Regions from separate parts of the Pan troglodytes genome. Here region 2 is linked to region 1. Evidence: chromatin contacts called from public Hi-C data. All regions are on one chromosome and are shown on one strand. The core of a region is the stretch at or near the end of the contact, and the rest is flanking DNA. Distances in the headings are between cores, read along the strand shown.

What was found. A called contact is a pair of places that touch in the nucleus more often than the background predicts.
Region 2: a Hi-C map of induced pluripotent stem cells shows a contact between it and region 1, with 2.4 times the contacts expected there. The contact joins the enhancer-like site here to the promoter of NPTX2 in region 1. A contact is called at or near these places in 2 of 7 Hi-C or Micro-C datasets (induced pluripotent stem cells and stem cell-derived neural progenitor cells) and 1 of 1 datasets of contacts at active chromatin or transcription factors (stem cell-derived excitatory neurons).

What each region holds. Positions count from the first base shown.
Region 1 is chr6:108,005,594-108,011,669 of NHGRI_mPanTro3-v2.0_pri, reverse strand. It overlaps NPTX2 (neuronal pentraxin 2), which reads right to left and starts at 3,213. Exons shown (of 5, transcript XM_001136152.7): 1 at 2,014-3,213; 2 at 54-270. The coding sequence starts at 2,439.
Region 2 is chr6:108,227,871-108,233,946 of NHGRI_mPanTro3-v2.0_pri, reverse strand. No RefSeq gene overlaps it. Among named protein-coding and RNA genes, the nearest start is that of TMEM130, 33 kb to the left of the region's middle. Within about 2 kb of position 2,931, at least 2 of the 24 cell types and tissues checked have an H3K27ac peak or open chromatin away from gene starts, as enhancers often do. A contact at or near this core is called in induced pluripotent stem cells, where this site is marked.

The sequences.
Region 1 (6,076 bases), core at 1,964-4,463:
CAAGTGGTGAAAATCAGGCCACTGCCAGACAGAGAAACAGGCCAGGCACACACCTCGCTCCAGCTCGGTGACCCTCTGCAGCAGCGCGTTCAGGGTGCTCTCGGTCTTCTGCCGGTGAGCCGAGGTCTCATTGTGCAGCAGGGACTTCTCGTCCTCCAGCTCTGCCACCTTGCGCAGAAGCTGCCTCTCCAGCTCCCCCAGCCGCTGCTGGAGCACCTCGCGGAAGTCGCCGGGCAGCCCAGCATTGGACACGTTTGCTCTGAGCTGGTGCTTTCAGCCACCGGGGAGGAGGGAGGGGCACAGAAAGAGTTAAAAAGAAATTGTGAAATGTGGCTGTGATGGCCCGACCACACAGGGAGAAGCTTCCAAAACGCAAGCCCTGAATCTTGCCACTGGCAGGCAGGGGAGCATCTCACTGATGCTTTTTTGGTATGGAAAAGATTTCAAAGTCAGATAAGAATTACTTTGCTGCAATATTTGAAAGTTGTGAATCTCATTTTCCCTTCTCAAAAAGCCGTTTTTCTCCTCTTACTAAAAAGTCAACATTCTAACCAACACCTAGAATTCTATGTTGGGTAGAGACCAAAACTCAGCTCTAGGATTTTTTTCTTTTTTAAGAGTAAATCGATGGTTACACAAAGCCAAGGAGCTTTCACCTAGAAATGAAAACAGCCCCCAAGTTCCGGTCTGGCACCAAGGTAAATAACTATGCATGCAGAGATGTTTCTGGAAAATGACAGATCTAAAACGTTGCTATTCTGAACTCCAGCAATCTTTGTTTTTAATGCTGTTTCTAAATCCTCACTTCCTATTTCTCTTTCTCCCCTACCATCATGTGGTTCTGGAGGCTGTGGCAGGCTGCCTACCCATGAGTTCATGGCAAGCTATTTACCTTTCTCCACAAAGTGTTCCAAATTGTGAAATGCACATAATGGGACCTGCCTCATGCCATTCATTGTTCCAAGGATTAAAAAATTAAATGATGTGCCTGACTCATATTTAGTGCTCCAGAAATGTTAGCTGTTAGCAATCACAATGAATCAGGGGATATACAGATGCTGGAAATACTGTATTCAGCCCTCACGCCAAAAGAAACCCTAGAGTCATTTTTGCAATAATTAGCACCTGTAATTTAAACCTAGTTTTGCTGAGAAGTATTTTCACAAAGGCTATTAACAGCAGTGTCCACACTTCTTAAAAAGGGTGGAGCCTAAAGATGAAAAATAATTGAAGATTTTTCTCTCAAAGTTCCAAACTGCACGCATCTTCAGAGATAGAGATGAGACGAAGGCGGGAGCGGGGGGGGGGGGGGGAGGAAGGGGAGGGGGGAGGGGGGGAGAGAGAGAAGGGAATGAGGTCCCTTCCCCTGAAGCAATCCGGAAGAGCACCTTAAAATGGTCCAACTTGCAGACACGGGAGTCTTTGAAGTTAACCAGAGGTTGCCCCTCTAATGCGCGCTCTGGGGTCGCCGGTAACCCCCTGCGCTCGCCTCCCTGCGACCTCCGCCCCCAGACTTCCGCCCCCTCCAGCTCAGCCTGACCTGATTTAAAGAAAGAAACACCAGATGCCCGGGGCAGCTGACCTCCCGCGGCAGCCTCGCAGCAACCCGCACGGCCTGCGGGAGCGCATCCCGGCTCGCGGAGATTTGGAGATTTGCAAGAGGATAGAGGCTACCGCGTCCCCGGGTATTTGGCGCCCGCGGCTTGGCCGTCTGGGTTCGCTAGCCCGGACCTCGGGAAGTGCTCGGCGGATCCCGCTGGCAGTCCCGACGCGCGGGGGTGGAATTTAAACGTTTCCTTCCAGCAAGAGCAGCGGTGTGGGAAGGGATACCACGCAGGGGAGTTCCCGAGCAGGATCTAGATCCCCGCCTTTCACCCTCAAGTCCAGCTCATCCCCACGGACGATCACACCCTCCCCAGGGCCAGGCCCCCTTTCCCCATCCTCCCGAGTCTTCCGCCCCCGACTCGGGAGCGTCCCCATTCTAGGTCCCCCGCGCTCCCCGCGGGCCGCTACCTCGAGGCTCTCCAGGCGGTCCTTGAGGGTCTGCAGCGAGCGGCTGAGCTGCTCCACGACGTGGCCGGGGTCCCGCGGCAGGTCGCCCATAGTGTCCTTGCCCGTGGCCCCCGCGCCGCGCGCCTTGCCGCCCGCCAGCCCCTCGCAGCGCGCTAGCTTGCCCGTGAGCTCGCGGATGGCCTCGCGCTGCGCGCCCAGCGTCTCCTTCTGCTGCACGACGGTCTCGCGCAGCTGCAGCACCGCGGCCCTCAGCTCCTCCTCGGGACTCTGCGCGCCGCCCTGCATGGGCATCGCGGGCAGCGGGCAGCCGGCGTGCACCGCCTCTGGGGGCAGTGCCGTGCACACGAAGCGGCTACCGGGCGCCGGGCTGTCCTGGGCCCCGGCGGCCACGGCGAGCGCCACGCTGGCGGCCAGCAGCGCCAGCATCCCGCCGCCGCTGCCGCGCTCAGCTCGGCATGGGCGAGCGGGCGCCGTCGGGGCGCTCCGCGGGAGGCGCCTTCGCTGCTGGCAGTAGCCGCGCTGTCGTCTCGAGGGTCGCGTGCACCGCGGGGCAGAAGTCTCCTGCCGTCTCACAGCCGCACCCACCGCGCTGCTCGGCAGTCTGGCCTGTCCGGTCCGCGCGCCCTTTCTTAAGCTGAGGGGCGGAGGGGGCCGGCGTGTGGGGCGCGCGCCACGAGCTCTGATTGGCTCGGCCGGGTGCGCGTCACGCAGTGGGCGGAGCGGGGCGGGGCGGGGGCGCTTTCCGTTGCGCGCCTGGCGGTCGGGCGGGAGCGTGGGCCGGAGCCTGAGGCGAGAGCGCGAGGTCCTGGGCTCTGCCTCAAGAAAGGAGGCCTGAGGTGGAAAACGACATTGGGGCTCTCGAGAGCCTCGGCTGGCCGTGCCCAGGCGCCCCTCGAACCCACCCGAGGACGCGGGCGTCACAGGCTGAGGAGAAAGTGGGAACCCCTCGGTGTCCCGGTGCCCCTTTCTTAGGGTGGCTTCTGGCGCGGCACGGGGCCTCGCTGCGCGTTTGCCGCCGCCCTCAGGGAGGCGTTTTCTCCAGCAGGAGCAGCCCCCCAGGCAGGACTCGAACCCCGACTGCCATCGCGAGCCACCCCCGCGGCAGGCGTGGGCCTTCTCGTCAAGGCCCGGCCACCTCACTCTCGAGGCGGGAAGGAGCCGCACGACGGCCGCCTCCGGATGCAACGGTCCCCGGGACGCGCTCCATGGCCCCGCCTCCACCCCCCGCGCCAACTCGGAAAACGCTCGGGAAGAATCCCGGGGGCCTCGGGGACCGGGACCAGGACCAGGCGCCGGACGCTGATGGGAAGGAGGGGACACCCGGAGTTAGGGACAAAGTCACGAGGCCACTCGCAGAGCCCTCGCGCGCGTGTTCATCGACTGCCCCCTGGGCGGTGACCTTATTCAGCAAGACCTGAGCTCGGGGGGCGGGGTGACATCTAACTGGAGTCATCGTGATGGAGCCACGTGGTCCAACAGTGCCCCGTCCTTGTAACCAGGAGGGCCCGCAGTGTCACCACTTCCTCAAAGTGAGGCCACTGCCCTCAGCTTCTTGGAGACAGCAGATATGAGCAGAAACCCCCAAAAGTCAGGAGCAAATTTGTTTCAGAATCTCTCCAAATCTGTGGCTTAAAACAAGTTCAGAGGGATTTTGGTGCACAGCTACAGACTGAGCTGGTTTACTGCACATTTATAAATGGAAATCTTTATTTCTTTTCCTCTCTATGTTTTTAAGAAATCCTGTTGCAAGGTCATTAATCACGTTATCCATTATACCACAAACAAATGGATTTGTCACTTGTGCGCAGAAGCCGAGGTTGATTCTGAAAGCAAATTGTACCAAAATAAATGAAATTATTATGATAATATAAACTAGACTGCAGTGATTAATCTCTAGAAACCAAATTCTGACCTGCTTTGCACTTCAAACAATAACTTCTATTATGTAAATAGTTGTGGGGTTTTCAAGGACATTATTGCTAAATTATAGGAAAAGTTCTATTCATGAAAATCTCTTCGTGGATAAAAATGAGAGACAGGAACCTGGTCTGCAAGGTATCCAAAGCAGAGGACAATGGAAGTAATGATGGTTCAGGTAAGAATATTCATTAGCAGAAAAAGGTATGGATGGGAGATTTGGGGTGAGTAATGGGCTCATGTTTCTGTTAGCCTGCATCCCCAGGAGGTGTCAGTTTCACCTTGTAAGTATGACCTTGACTGGACTCATTCTTCCTACATCCTTTTTCAGCTGGATGAAAACTCGAAAAAGTTCAAATAAACCTACATATGCACAAATTACAATAATGAAGGCAACAGGGTTGCAAAGCACTTTATGCCTTGTTACATTTCAGATGATTCATAAGGCACCAAATCCAGACGTTTTCAAAATTATTCAGATAACGATGTGACTTTTCCATTTTCACTCATAGCTTTGATGTTCCTCTTTACTTGTAGACCTAGGTGGCCCTTAATTGGATGTGACAATAGAGTATTATCATTCCTGTATTGTTCCATATATCCTTTCTTGACACACAGACTGATACATTCATATTTGCAACTACTTGAAGTAGAAGCTTGTTCCTTTAATAATTAAACAAAATCAAGTATCTTTCCAGAATTCTAATTTCCTCCTGAACAAAGAAAGCAGTGTACAAGAGTAAAAATAGCATATATCCCAATATAATTACTCCTAAACATCTTAAAAGAGATTCCAGTATGAGAAGTGATCAGTGAAATTGCCAAAGCTCAAGTGGAAAGACCCAGACATTTGAAATGTTATTTTCTTTGGAGGCAGTATAATTAGAGGCTTAGTTAACAGAGTATATGCTATTTACAGTTTTATTTTATCTTCCTGGTGCAATGAAAAGCCTGCTGGCTTAGGAATGAGGGATCTAGTGCTAATTCTAACTCTGTCACTAGCTAAGTGGTTTGGGGCAAGTCATTTCTCCTCTGGACTTCAGTTTTCTTGCATATAAGATAAGGGAGTGGGGGTTGGGCGCGGTGGTTCACACCTGTAATCCCAGCACTTTGGGAGGCCGAGGCAGGCAGATCACGAGGTCAAGAGATTGAGACCATCCTGGCCAACATGGTGAAACCCCGTCTCTACTAAAAATACAAAATTTAGCTGGGTGTGGTGGCACCCGCCTGTAGTCCCAGCTACTTGGGAGGCTGAGGCAGGAGAATCGCTTGAACCCAGGAGGCAGAGGTTGCAGTGAGCCAAGATCATGCCACTGCACTCCAGCCTGGTGACAGAGCGTGACTCCGTCTCAAAATAATAATAATAATTTTAAAAAGATAAGGGGATTAGACGCAACTGTCTAAAGGTGCTTTGGCTGTACTCAAGAGCATGATAGTTTGAAAAAGAAGGAATCACTGTTGGTGTGAGGAACATTTCAGAAACTTCTTTTTTCTGTGTGTGTTATTAACCACCTGTAGCCAAAGGTGAATGTGGAAAGGCAGGGTCGTTTTGTAGTACAGCAGTTAAACCTTCATACACGGAGACGCCGTAGTTGTGGTTAAAACCTGCTTTCGACAACACGAAAGCTCATACTGGGTTTACTCACAGCACAACAACTTTGTCTACCTGAAAGATCCTGCATGTATGACTCATGCTACCCATGAGGATGGTTATGTGAGTGGCAGAGACCAGGGCCCACAGATTTTCCTCCACTTGAAAAGTCGTGCAGATCTGCAGCAGTGAATCAGCTCCACCTAATCTCTTAGTGTAACTGATGCTGCAGCATAGTAACCACCCACTCATTCACTATGTCGGCTGGTCCCAGGTCAGCTGTGAGCCCAGTATGGACTTAAACCGTGTGCTGGGAATCCTGATGAGCTCATTCCGCCTCCATTTTATTGCCCCATCTGTTTGGTTCTCTTGTTCTTCTCACATGCATTTTTATCTTGGTCTTCTGGGAAATGTGCTAATTTCCACCATGGTGTGAGAGGATCCCATCTCATACTTTCTTACATTTCCTTCTCTCTTTCTCAGTGCCACTTGGGAAGTCAAGAATGAGAGTGTGAGCTCTAACAGAATCCAAGGACAGCTTCCTGCAAACATGAT
Region 2 (6,076 bases), core at 1,682-4,181, 220 kb before region 1:
CCTCCTCAGTAGCTGGGACTATAGGCATGCATGACCATGCCGGCTAATTTTTGTATTTTCATAGAGATGGGGTCTCTCTGTGTTGCCCAGGCTGGTCTCAAACTCCTGAAACCAAGCAATCTCCCCACCGCAGCCTCCCCAAATGCTGGGATTACAGGCGTGAGCCACCACACCAGGCTCGTTTTTGTATTTCTGTTTTTTTTTTTTTGAGACGGAGTCTCGCTCTGTTGCCCAGGCTGGAGTCCAGTGGCGCGATCTCGGCTCACTGCAAGCTCCGCCCCCCGGGTTCACGCCATTCTCCAGCCTCAGCCTCCCGAGTAGCTGGGACTACAGGTGCCCACCACCACGCCTGGCTAATTTTTTATATTTTTAGTAGAGATGGGGTTTCACCGTGTTAGCCAGGATGGTCTCGATCTCCTGACCTCGTAATCCATCTGCCTTGGCCTCCCAAAGTGCTGGGATTACAGGTGTGAGCCACCGCACCTGGCCCATTTATGTATTTTTTTGGAGAGACAGAGTCTCACTGCGCTGTCCAGGCTGGCCTCAAACTCCTGAAACCAAACGATACCCTCAACCACAGCCTCCCAAAGTGCTGGGATCACAGGTGTGAGCCACCGTGCCTGGCTCAATGCTGGGTGCATTTTAAAGTCACGAGAGAGTGTGTGTTGAGTTAACATTTTGGAGACTGTGATCAGCAAACAGTCCCCAGCGCAGACACCCTCTCTGGTGGGGTTTGGGTTTTGCTGCCTTTTAATTTTCTTCCAGCTGCCTCCAAAGCCCCTTTGTGCTCCTAGGAACAAGCACTGGGTGTTGGGGGCGGGGTGGGGGGGCGGGGTTGCTATAAGCTCTTCTGAGAGGAAGCCTCAGGGAGCAAGGTCCCAATGGCCAGGCTTCCCTTTAAGACAAGGTTGTCCTGCTGAAACCAGGTCCTCAACTCCTAGGTCCCCAAAGGGCATTTGACCCGGCACTGGGCTGCTGCAGGCTTGGTCCTGGGGGAGACTGGGGGTGTGTAGCAGGAAGTGCTTCTCTCAAGCAGAGACCACAGCTTGTGTCTCTGGGCCACACACTGGAGCATTATTTTCCAAACTGCCGCTGGGTCAGCTCACTCTCCCACTCCAAACCCTCAGGGATTCCCCATAACATTGAGCCCCAGGTCCAAACACTTAAGGATTATCATCCCAGCTGCTGCCCTCCAGCTCATTTGCTACATCTTTCACACTTTGCTTGTTTGTTTGTTTTGTTTTTGTTTTTGAGACAAGATCTAGCTTTGTTGCCCAGGCTGGAGTGCAGTGGCATGATCATAGCTCACTGCAGCCCCCAACTTCTGGGCTCTGGTGATCCTCCCACCTCAGCCTCCCAAGTAGCTGGGACCACAGGCGTGCACCACCACGCCCAGCTAGTTTTAAAATTTTCTGTCGAGATGGGGTCTCACTATGTTGCCCAGGCTGGTCTCAAACTCCTGGCCTCAAGTCATCCTCCCCCCTTGGCCTCCCAAAATGCTGGGCTCACAGGCATGAACGACAGTGGCATCTGGTCCCCCGATTCTGCCTTTGTTTATTCCTTTCTATTAAAACAATTTTTTTTGCTGGGCGCGGTGGCTCACGCCTGTAATCCCAGCACTCTGGGAGGCCGAGGTGTGTGGATCACAAGGTCAGGAGATCGAGACCATCCTGGCTAACACGGTGAAACCCCGTCTCTACTAAAAATACAAAAAATTAGCCGGGCATGGTGGTGGGTGCCTGTAGTCCCAGCTACTAGGGAGGCTGAGGCAGGAGAATGGTGTGAACCCGGGAGGTGGAGCTTGCAGTGAGCCGAGATTGCACCACTGCACTCCAGCCTGGGCGACAGAGCGAGACTCCGTATCAAAAAAAAAAAAAAAAATTTACTATTGAGCAGCTTGCAGACTTTAAGATCAGAGTGTTATCTCTCTTGCAATAAATGCTTTCCTCCTTTTTTTTTTTTTTTTTTTTGAGATGGGGTCTTGCTCTGTCACCAGGCTGGAGTACAGTGGCACAATCATAGCCCACTATAGCCTCAACTTCTTAGGCTCAAGGGATCCGCCTGCTTCAGCCTTCCAAGTAGCTAGGACTACAGGTGTGTGCCATCGCACCTGGCTAATTAAACTTTTTTTTTTTGTAGAGATGGGGGTCGCCCTATGTTGCCCAGGCTGGTCTTGAACTCTTGGGCTCAAGGGGTCCTCCTGTTTTGGCCTCCCAAATTACTGGGATTACAGGCATGAGCCCCCACACACGCGGCACCTTTTCCTCCTTTGCAATAGCCCTTTTGAAGAAAGTCTCTCCTTACTAAGCCTGGATTTATTTTTATTTGACACTCTTGAGAGATGGTTGTTAGTGACTGGGCTCAAATTTCAGGAGACTCAGCAGGAAGCCTTCCCTCCTGTTCCCTGGGATGTGTGGGCCCTACCGGAGGCTCTCAACAGGGCCCCACAATTGGTGGGGAAAATGCTTTCATGTGCAAAGGAGCAAAACCACACGATTTTAGCCCCAAGTCTATTACAACACACAGACAGGGTTAGACTCCCCCAGCCACCCTCTCCCCACACAGCCCAGCGTCATCCCCCACTAGTTCAGCATTCACAATAAAAGCCAGGAAACAAAAGACGGTCTCATGCAAAGACCTGGAGACCTGATCTCTTCTTGGAACCAGGAAGGGGAAAATGCACCAAGAACAAAACAGAAATTAATCTCTCAGTGATTCCTCCTACCTGAGCACCTCACCGAGGTCACAGAGCTGGGGGCCGCAGAGCTGGGATTTGAAGTCCTGGGCTGCTGGATGGATCACCACCCTCCTGGGCATCTCAGCAGGTGCTTCTTAGACTTTCTGACAGCTGACCTGCCCAAGGCCCACCTATCCCAGAGTGACCAGGTGGAGGTTGGACCAGGAAGATGGGAGCTGAGCCGCAGGAGTTGCTGTGACCATCAGGGGGCGCCCAGACTCCAGAGGAACAGGAGGAGTTTAGGGCCCAACTCAGAGGGTTCAAGACCCTGTCTGGCTCAAATCCTTGCAAGCTGCATGATAGAAATAAGCAGAAATAAGCTGGCTTTTCTGAGTCTCATTTTCCTTGTCTCAATTGAGGGAAATAATAGCACCCACCTAGGGAACCCTGTGCCATGTGCTGCATAGGGAGGACTTAGAAAATATTAACTACACGACCACTGTCAACCCCAATCTACAGTTGGGAAATCGGAGCCCAGAGAGCTGGGGCTACTTGCACATAAAAACTAGAGAAATGTCCCCACCCAGTTCTTAATAAAAATCCAGTTGAGGCCGGGCGCGGTGGCTCACGCCTGTAATCCCAGCACTTTGGGAGGCAGAGGCGGGCAGATCACTTGAGGCCAGGAGTTCGAGACCAGCCTGGCCAACATGGTGAAACTCTGTCTCTACTAAAAATAGAAAAATTAGCCGCACATGGTGAAGTGCACCTGTAATCCCAGCTACTCGGGAGGCTGAGGCAGGAGAATCGCTTGAACCTGGGAGGTGGAGGCTGCAGTGAGCCGAGAGCATGCCACTGCACTTCAGCCTGGGAGACAGAGCAAGACTCCGTCTCAAAAAAAAAATGAAGTTGGCAGCATGGCTCAGGCATGCCTTCACACCAGGTTCCAGAATCTTCTAGTGCCCCTGGAACAGAGATCTTTATTTTTGTTGTTGTTTTTGTTTTTTGAGACAGAGACTGTTCTGTTATCCAGGCTGGAGAGCAGTGGCATGATCTCGGCTCATTGCAACCTCCACCTCCTGGGTTCAAGTGATTCCCGTGCCTCAGCCTCCTGTGTAGCTGGGATTACAGGCATGCGCCACCACACCTGGCTAATTTTTGTGTTTCTAGTAGAGACGGAGTTTCATCATGTTGGCCAGGCTGGTCTCAGCCTCCTGGCCTCAAGTGATCCGCCCGTCTCTGTCTGCCAAAGTGCTGGGATTACAGGTGTGAGCCACTGCGCCCGGCTGTAACATAGATTTGTATTGGAATAGGTAGCTCCCTGCAGTGGATAATGCTGGGACCACCATGGGGACAGAGAGAGCCCCAGGTCTGAGCCCCAGCTTGGCCACAGGCAGCCACACTGACCTCTTTGAGCCTCAGTTTCCCCCGGAGATAATGCTTGGAAGTGGTTGGAAATTAGGTGTGGGGATGTTGTGGAAATGCTTTGTTTCCAGGAAAATTGGCCCCAGTTTGGAACCCCTTGAGGGCAGGGTCGGTGGCCAACCGTGTCCCGGTGAGGATACCAGGGACGAGGGGACCAAGGCTAAAGGATCACAAAATCTCTCCGCCTAAGGGACCGGGCTAGGGCCACTGCAGAGGATGGAGGGACACCATTGTCCTGAGTGTCCTGGGGTAGCCAGGGAAGGAGAGCTTGTCCCAGGAGCCTTGTCCACTGCCTGGGTCTTCTGACTGCGGAATATTTGTCCACGGGGCACCTCACCAACAATGGATTTTTCCCTCAATGCCCTGACCTTGAGGAGAGCACTCTCTGTGATTTTCCTCACAGCCTAGCCTGCAGCTCCATCTTTAAAAATAGTTGCAGAAAAACCCATTGCTTATTCAATGAGCTCTTTTGTTAAAAAAAAAGAATACCCTGCAGCTTCAGTTTGTTTAGTTCCTAAAAAACACACTGCAGTTATCAAAGAGCTGGCTCATTAAAGAAAATAGGATGATGGGAAGGAGGAAGAGGGGGTAGGGGTGGGGACGGCGTTGGAGCAGAGCTGGGCTGGGCTGGGCCGTGGCTGGAGGGCCAGGCTCAGACGCAAACTTCCAGTCCCTTCTGCAAATCTGGGACAATCATTCTACCTCTTTGGGCCTCAGTTTTCTCATCTGTATGTTGGGGATAATAATAATAATGATGATGATGATGATAGGGGCCAGGTGCATGGTGGCTGTTATCCCAGCACTTTGGGAAGCTGAGGCAGGAGGATCGCTTGAGCCCAGGAGGTCAAGACCAGCCTGGGCGACATAGCGAGACCCTCGTCTCTACAAAAAATTTAAAGAAAAATTAGCCAGGCGTGGTGACACACACCTGTAGTGCCAGCTACTTGGGAGGTTGAGGCGGGAGGACCACTTGAGCCCAGGAGTCGGAGGCTACAGTGAGCTATGATCGCACCACTGTACTTCAGCCTGGATGACAGAGTGAGACCCTGACTCTAATAATAATGATGATGATGATGTTGGGTGCTGGAATTCAGGGCTGAGTAGGGCACTGTTCCTCCTTCCACTTCCCCTCGCCTCCCCAGGCAAACTTCTGGAGAGAATGACTCCTTCCTGTCTGCCCACTGCTCAATGGGACCTGGCCTCCTCACTCCTGTCTCCTCGGAAATTGCTGTTAACAAAGATATCGAGAATGTTCACGTGGCCGAATCCACCTTATTCAAGAAATAGGCCAGGCGCAGTGGCTCACGCCTGTAATCCCAGCACTTTGGGAGGCTGAGGCAGGTGGATTACTTGAGGTCAGGAGTTTGAGATCAGCCTGGCCAACATGAAGAAACCCCATCTCTACTAAAAATACAAAAATCAGCCAGGTGTGGTGGTGCATGCCTGTAATCCCAGCTACTCAGGAGGCTGAGGCAGGAGAATCACTTGAACCCAGGAGGCGGAGGTTGCAGTGAGCTGGGATTGTGCCATTGCTTTCCAGCCTGGGTGAGAGAGTGAGACTCCATATCAAAAAAAAAAAAAAAAAGAAAAAAAGAAAGAAAAGAAAGAAAGAAAGAAAAAAAAAGAAAAGAAAATAAATATGTGTTGATCACCTCCTGTAAGCCAGGGAGTGATCTCTACAAAAATTTGTTTGTAGAGACAGGGGTCTCGCTATGTTGCCCAGGCTGGTCCTACACAGCTTCCAGCCTCATCCTGCCTGGAGCTTGGAGGGGTGCTAGGTCCTGGGCCCCAACCCTTCCCTCCAAAACCCTGTGTTCTCCTGGTTTCCCTTCTGCCTGCTAGTCGGGGTTTCCCTCCTTTTTCCTGACTTCCTCTCTAATGTTGTATCTCAGAGCTCAGTGCTGGGAACCCTGCTGTGTCACCTGTCCCTAAAGGATCTCTCTCTCTCCAGGAGGTCACCTTGCCAGTAAGCAGCTC